2 separate regions of the Ovis aries genome follow, and region 1 is linked to region 2. The links are chromatin contacts, called in public Hi-C maps. All regions are on one chromosome and are shown on one strand. Each heading gives the region's core, a stretch centred on a gene start, on an enhancer-like site or on the middle of the called end of the contact. The rest is flanking DNA. Distances are from core to core; before and after follow the strand shown.

The links. A called contact is a pair of places that touch in the nucleus more often than the background predicts.
Region 1: a Hi-C map of liver shows a contact between it and region 2, with 2.9 times the contacts expected there. The contact joins two enhancer-like sites. A contact is called at or near these places in 2 of 16 Hi-C or Micro-C datasets (liver and mixed tissues).

Annotation. Positions count from the first base shown.
Region 1 is chr14:25,392,866-25,395,565 of ARS-UI_Ramb_v3.0, reverse strand. No RefSeq gene overlaps it. Among named protein-coding and RNA genes, the nearest start is that of KIFC3, 25 kb to the right of the region's middle. Within about 2 kb of position 1,310, at least 4 of the 54 cell types and tissues checked have an H3K27ac peak or open chromatin away from gene starts, as enhancers often do.
Region 2 is chr14:25,215,425-25,218,124 of ARS-UI_Ramb_v3.0, reverse strand. All of the region lies in intron 1 of ADGRG1 (adhesion G protein-coupled receptor G1), which reads right to left. Among named protein-coding and RNA genes, the nearest start is that of TRNAG-CCC, 19 kb to the left of the region's middle. Within about 2 kb of position 1,349, at least 9 of the 54 cell types and tissues checked have an H3K27ac peak or open chromatin away from gene starts, as enhancers often do.

The DNA.
Region 1 (2,700 bases), core at 61-2,560, 180 kb before region 2:
AACAAACAACTAGGAAACAACCCACTAGGAAAGAAAGTGGCCAGAGCCGCAAAAGTTTGTACCAAAAAGTAACCCTTGGCATTCCATCAGAATCTAAATTTACTTAAAATAGACTGAGGATGTTGTTGTCAGTGCTAAGTCATGTTTAATTCTTTGCAACCTCATGGACTGCAGGACACCAGGCTCTCCTGTCCTTCACCATCTCCTGGAATTTGCTCAGAATTATGTCCGTTAAGTCAGTGATGCCATCCAACCATCTCATCCTCTGCCACCCTTTTCTTCTTCTGCCTTCAATCTTTCCCATCATCAAGGTCTTCTCCAATGAGTGGGCTCTTTGCATCATGTGGCCAAAGTATTGGAGCTTCAGCTTCAGCATCAGTCCTTCCAATGAATATTCAGGGCTGATTTCCTTTATGATTGACTGGTTTGATTTTCTTACAGTCCAAGGGACTCTCAAGAGTCTTCTCCAGCACCACATTTCAATACTATGTTAAATGACTGGGCAAATTTGAAAACAAAACAGCACTCACCAGGAAAGAAAGCGGCCAGGAAGGAGTAAGAGCCATGAGTTTGTACTAAAAGTAATACTTTGTATTCTATCAGAATCTAAATGTACTTAAAAGGATAGGGCTCAGGATGTAGGGAGATCCTTTTTAATATTACTCCATTGGATCACTACATGATGACTGTGAAAAAGAAATTTTTGAAGACTAAAAAAGGAGATTAGAAACTTTGCATGATTCATATTTGAATTATTCATTTCAGTCTAGGGTAGTTCTTCCAGATATGAGTAATAGCCCTGAAAACAAGAAACTGAAACAAATAATAATGCTTGTTGAATCAGCATTTCTCAGACATGGTTAGAAGGAAGTCTAAGGGCAACCCCCCCAACAACACACACCTTTAATGGCAGAACCCTAACAATATCTGCATGAGATTGCCAATACGAAAAAAAAAAGGGTGGTATTTCTCTTAATTCGCCGGCTAATGATAGGATGTTGAATGACACAACTAACAAACCACCCAAAGCTATGCATTGCTTGGGGATTTGGAGCTGTTCTACTCAGCGATTTCTTATTACTAGTGAAGAACACTAAACAAAAGAGGCGATTTACTCTTTTGGAAAAAGAGAACAAAATAAGGAAGTGGTCAGCTATAGAAAATATCTGTGCTTCTTTCATGTTTTGCTTCATCCCAAACTTTGGTTTCGGCTGAAAGCTTCCTTAATTCTCTTTTTATCCCATGTATTAGTAAGCTGCATATTTCCAGGATCTTCAATGGGCTTTCTTATACTGTGCTCAGCTGAGTGTCTTATTACTCATACTTAGCACACAGCTGCTGACCTCAGTGCCATTCGAACGCTTGTGCCCCTTGCGTTGCCAAGGGTTCTTTCTTGGGTGTTTGGCCTTTGGTCTTACTGTTGCTTAGATGTGGCGTGTGTGCGTTCCCGGGTGTCCCTGCCTCATCTTAGCCTTCTTGTCCTTGTGTGCCTGCCAGCCCTGGGAATGCCAGCCTCTGCTTCCTTTACCCTGGATGTTGTGTCCAGCCATCTGGGCTCCAGGTTTATGCTCCTCTTCTTTTTTTAAAGTTAATTAATTAATTTGGCCGTGTTGGGGCTCGGTTGCAGCACACGGGAGGAATCTGTTGCATCGTGCCGGATCGTTTGTTGCGATGGGAGGATTCTAGTTGTAGACCGTGGGCTTAGTTGCTCCTTGGCATGTGGGATCTTAGTTTCCTGACCAGGAATCAAACCTGCATCCCCTACATTGCAAGGCATATTCTTAACCACTAGACCACCAGGGAAGTCCTCCTTTCTTATTATTAGAAAACGTTTTAGGGTTTTATGGCTACAGAAATGATATGTGCATGAACCTATACTCCGGTCCTTGTTTTCTTTGAGGCCTGCATTTTATAGATATTCCCTCCACCCCCAGGCATTGAAAGTAGTTTTTCATTTTCCTACTTGCAGTTGAACCTCAGCATGGCATTCTGTCCTTTCCTTTTTTCATTCACATCATGAAATACATTTTTTGAGGTAGTCCATTGGCTTATAACTTTGGGGCCACTTGTCTTGGTAATCCTCTTGATATCTATCCTACCCCCCAAATTATGTAATTTTTCAGGAATGTTGTCTACCTAGAAGCTTGGTGTAGCCCATAATTCTGCTTGTTTATAATCTGAGAGTTCTGATTCTTCCCCTGAAATGGAATCTGACAACATAAAAGCACAAGCAAAATGGGCTAAGCATACAGCCTTCACTTTTAACTGAGTCTGTGCCTTTGCTTTACTTTATCGACAAAGGTCTGAACAGTCAAGGCTATGGTTTTTCCAGTAGTCAGTATGGATGTGACAGTTGGACTATAAAGAAAGCTGAGCGCCGAAGAACTGATGCTTTTAAACTGTGGTGTTGGAGAAGATTCTTGAGAGTCCCTTGGACAGCAAGGAGATCAAACCAATCAATCCTAAAGGAAATCAGTCCTGAATATTCATTGGAAGGACTGATGCTGAAGCTGAAGCTTCAATACTTTGGCCATCTGATGCGAAGTACTGACTCATTGGAAAAGACCCTCATGCTGGGAAAGATTGAAGGCAGGAGAAGGGGACAACAGAGGATGAGATGGTTGGATGGCATCACCAACTCGATGGACATGAGTTTGATCAAGCTCTGGGAGTTGGTGAAGGACAGGAAAGCCTGGTGTG
Region 2 (2,700 bases), core at 100-2,599:
GGTCATCCCCACTCTACCCTGGCTGCTTGAACAGCCACTCCAGGGTGAACAACTCTAGCCTTATAGAGTTTCTTGGAATTTGAGGGGGAGGGACTGCCTGGTTTCCTTTAACCCATCCTTAGTAGAGTAGACTCTGGAGCCAGACTGGGTTTAAATATCAATTCCTCTACTCAATGTCCATGTGTCTCTGGACTAGTTACTCACCTTCTCTGGGCCTCACTTTTGTCATCTGTAAATAGGTATAAAAATCAAGACTATTTCAAAGGTCATTGTGAGAACTGAATGAATTGGTATCTATAGAGGATTTAGAGCAGGAATATGCACAAGGCAGGTGCCATAGGTGTTGGCTCAGTACCTCTGTATCCTTCCTGACCAGCTCACGCCTGCCCCTCACCCAGCCCCCTGGGCCCGTCACAGGTCCCTACTCCTACATCTTCCCTCTCACCCTCCACGTCACCCCCTCGTGGGCCCCAGCTCAACTTCCAAAGCACCTCAACAGGAAATTCTTCGAGCATGAAATTTCCTTTCTGGGAAGACTGAAACCCCACCCAGAAAACTTCCCACCTCACAGCACGGACATGAGCCGGTCCCCAGAAGCCTCTGAGGGAAAGGAGGGCTGGACGGGGGCACCATCTACACTCTCATGAGATCCTCAGAGCCACCCTGTGAGGCCGGTCCTGCTGTTTTGCCATTTTACAGATCAGAAAACTGAGACTAGGGCAGTGGATGTTGTAAGCTTCCCCACCGGTGGAGCTAAGACACGGACCTCAGTGTCATTCTAGAGAACTCCTTGGAGAGCTGGAGCCAATAGTTTCTAGAGATTCTTGCTCCTCTGGTTTGGGGAGACCCCCAAACAAAAGGAGAGAGAAATGGTGGGTGGGTGGCAGCCAAGACCACAGGCTGTGCAGATAACTCCAGCCTGGGAGAGAGAATTTAGGGGGCCGAGTCTCCAGTAGAGGCCCCTCCCCCACCAGCCCCTTCTAGAGCAGCTGCCCTTGACCTCAGGCCTTCCGTAAACACACGCAGAGAACAAAACAATCTGGCCCAGTTTGACACAATGAGGGCCACCATCACAGAGTCCCCAAGGATCAAGGCAGAGCGGAGGGGCCAGGGCTCATCTAAGCTAAGACTCCCGGCTGCCCATCCCTCGGGCTGGCTGGGCCCAGGAGGAGATGCCCCGGCTCCAGTGCAGGCCCAGCCCTGCCCATCCTCACGGTGGGGGAGAGGGTAATGGGCAGGGGACTCATGGCTCACTTTCTCCCCTGAGGCCTGACTCACTTCCTCTGCCATCCGTTTAGAGCCACGGGTCACTGCTGGCCCAGTCCAGGCCCCTGGAAAACCCATTTCCTCAGAGGACAGAGGTGGAAGTTGAGTGGACAGGACCTTGGTGGCTCTGGGGTTAACCCTTCCCAGGCAGGCGCCTCCCCAGGAAGATGACCTAGGCCCCCAGGCATTCTCCTGCCAGTAACACACGCGTGGACCGCAGGCTTATCCATCCCCCGACTAGCCTCTCTGTCTGGATCGCTTCCCTCTTTCCATGACCCAACTCATCTTTCTAAACTCAGTGAAGACACGCCCTCCCCTTGAAGCTTTCCCTAACTGCCATCAGAATTAACTTCTGTGTTCTGATGTGGTGGGGTAGGGGGCAGTCCACAGCCTATGCTCAACCCTATATGCCCACCTTTGCCACGAGGAGTTCACATCAGAGGTGCCCAAACCCACGATGGGTCAGAAACACCCCAGGAAGTTCACTGAAATGCATTATCACAGATCCTCCACACTGACATTCAGCATCTCTGAAAATAGCACAAAAGATTTTTTTCTTCATTCAGCAAATCAGAAGTAGCGGGGAATTTTTACCCAGTAGCTGCTATGAGCTTGATGGGTTTTTTTCCCAATTTTTTTTTCCTTTTTTTTTTTTTTTTTTTTGCCAGGAGAGCAGTAACATTAGGATGAAAACACGTGCACACATACATGCAGGGTACTGTCAGGGATGCATAAACGTTTTGTGATGGAATATATGTGAGGGGCTTAGCGGTAAAGAACCCACCTGCCATGCAGAAGATGGGGCAGGAGCCTCGGGTTGGATCCCTGAGTTGGGAAGATTCCCTGGAGAAGGAAATGGCAGCCCACCCTAGTATTCTTCCCTGGGAAATCCCAGGGACAGAGGAGCTTGGTGGGCTACAGTCCGTGGGGTCACAAAAGAGCTGCACTGAGTGACTAAACAATAACGGCGTGTGAGGGGCAGAGGCTCCAGGTCTGGTGTGGGGCTTGGGAGTCCAGCCTGACCAGGCAGCCCGTTGACCAACACTCTGCGGGCATAGAACCACTGGCTTACAAGGCTGGGATGCCACCAGGAGCCCTGTCTTACAGAGTCAGAGGTGGGTGGGGCCGGCCCCAGATCACTTGGGTGGTAAATGGTTCGCTCTGGACGGGAGCCAGGGCAGCTTGCCTCCCCCGTGGTGTCTCGTCTCCACCTCAGTGGTGGTGAGGATGAATCACAGTCCTGGGTGGCTCACCTAGCATTTATCAGGGTGCCTGGGACCTTTAAGCACAGCTGGGAGCAGGGGTGTGTGTGTGGGGAGGGGGGCCCCTGCCCCAGTGGGTCTCCAGGTGTGAGCCTAGTCCTGCCCTCCTGCAGGGAGAGCCAGCAGTGGGAAGACCCAGCCCAGCTTCCCAGCTCCAGCCCTCATCTTCAGC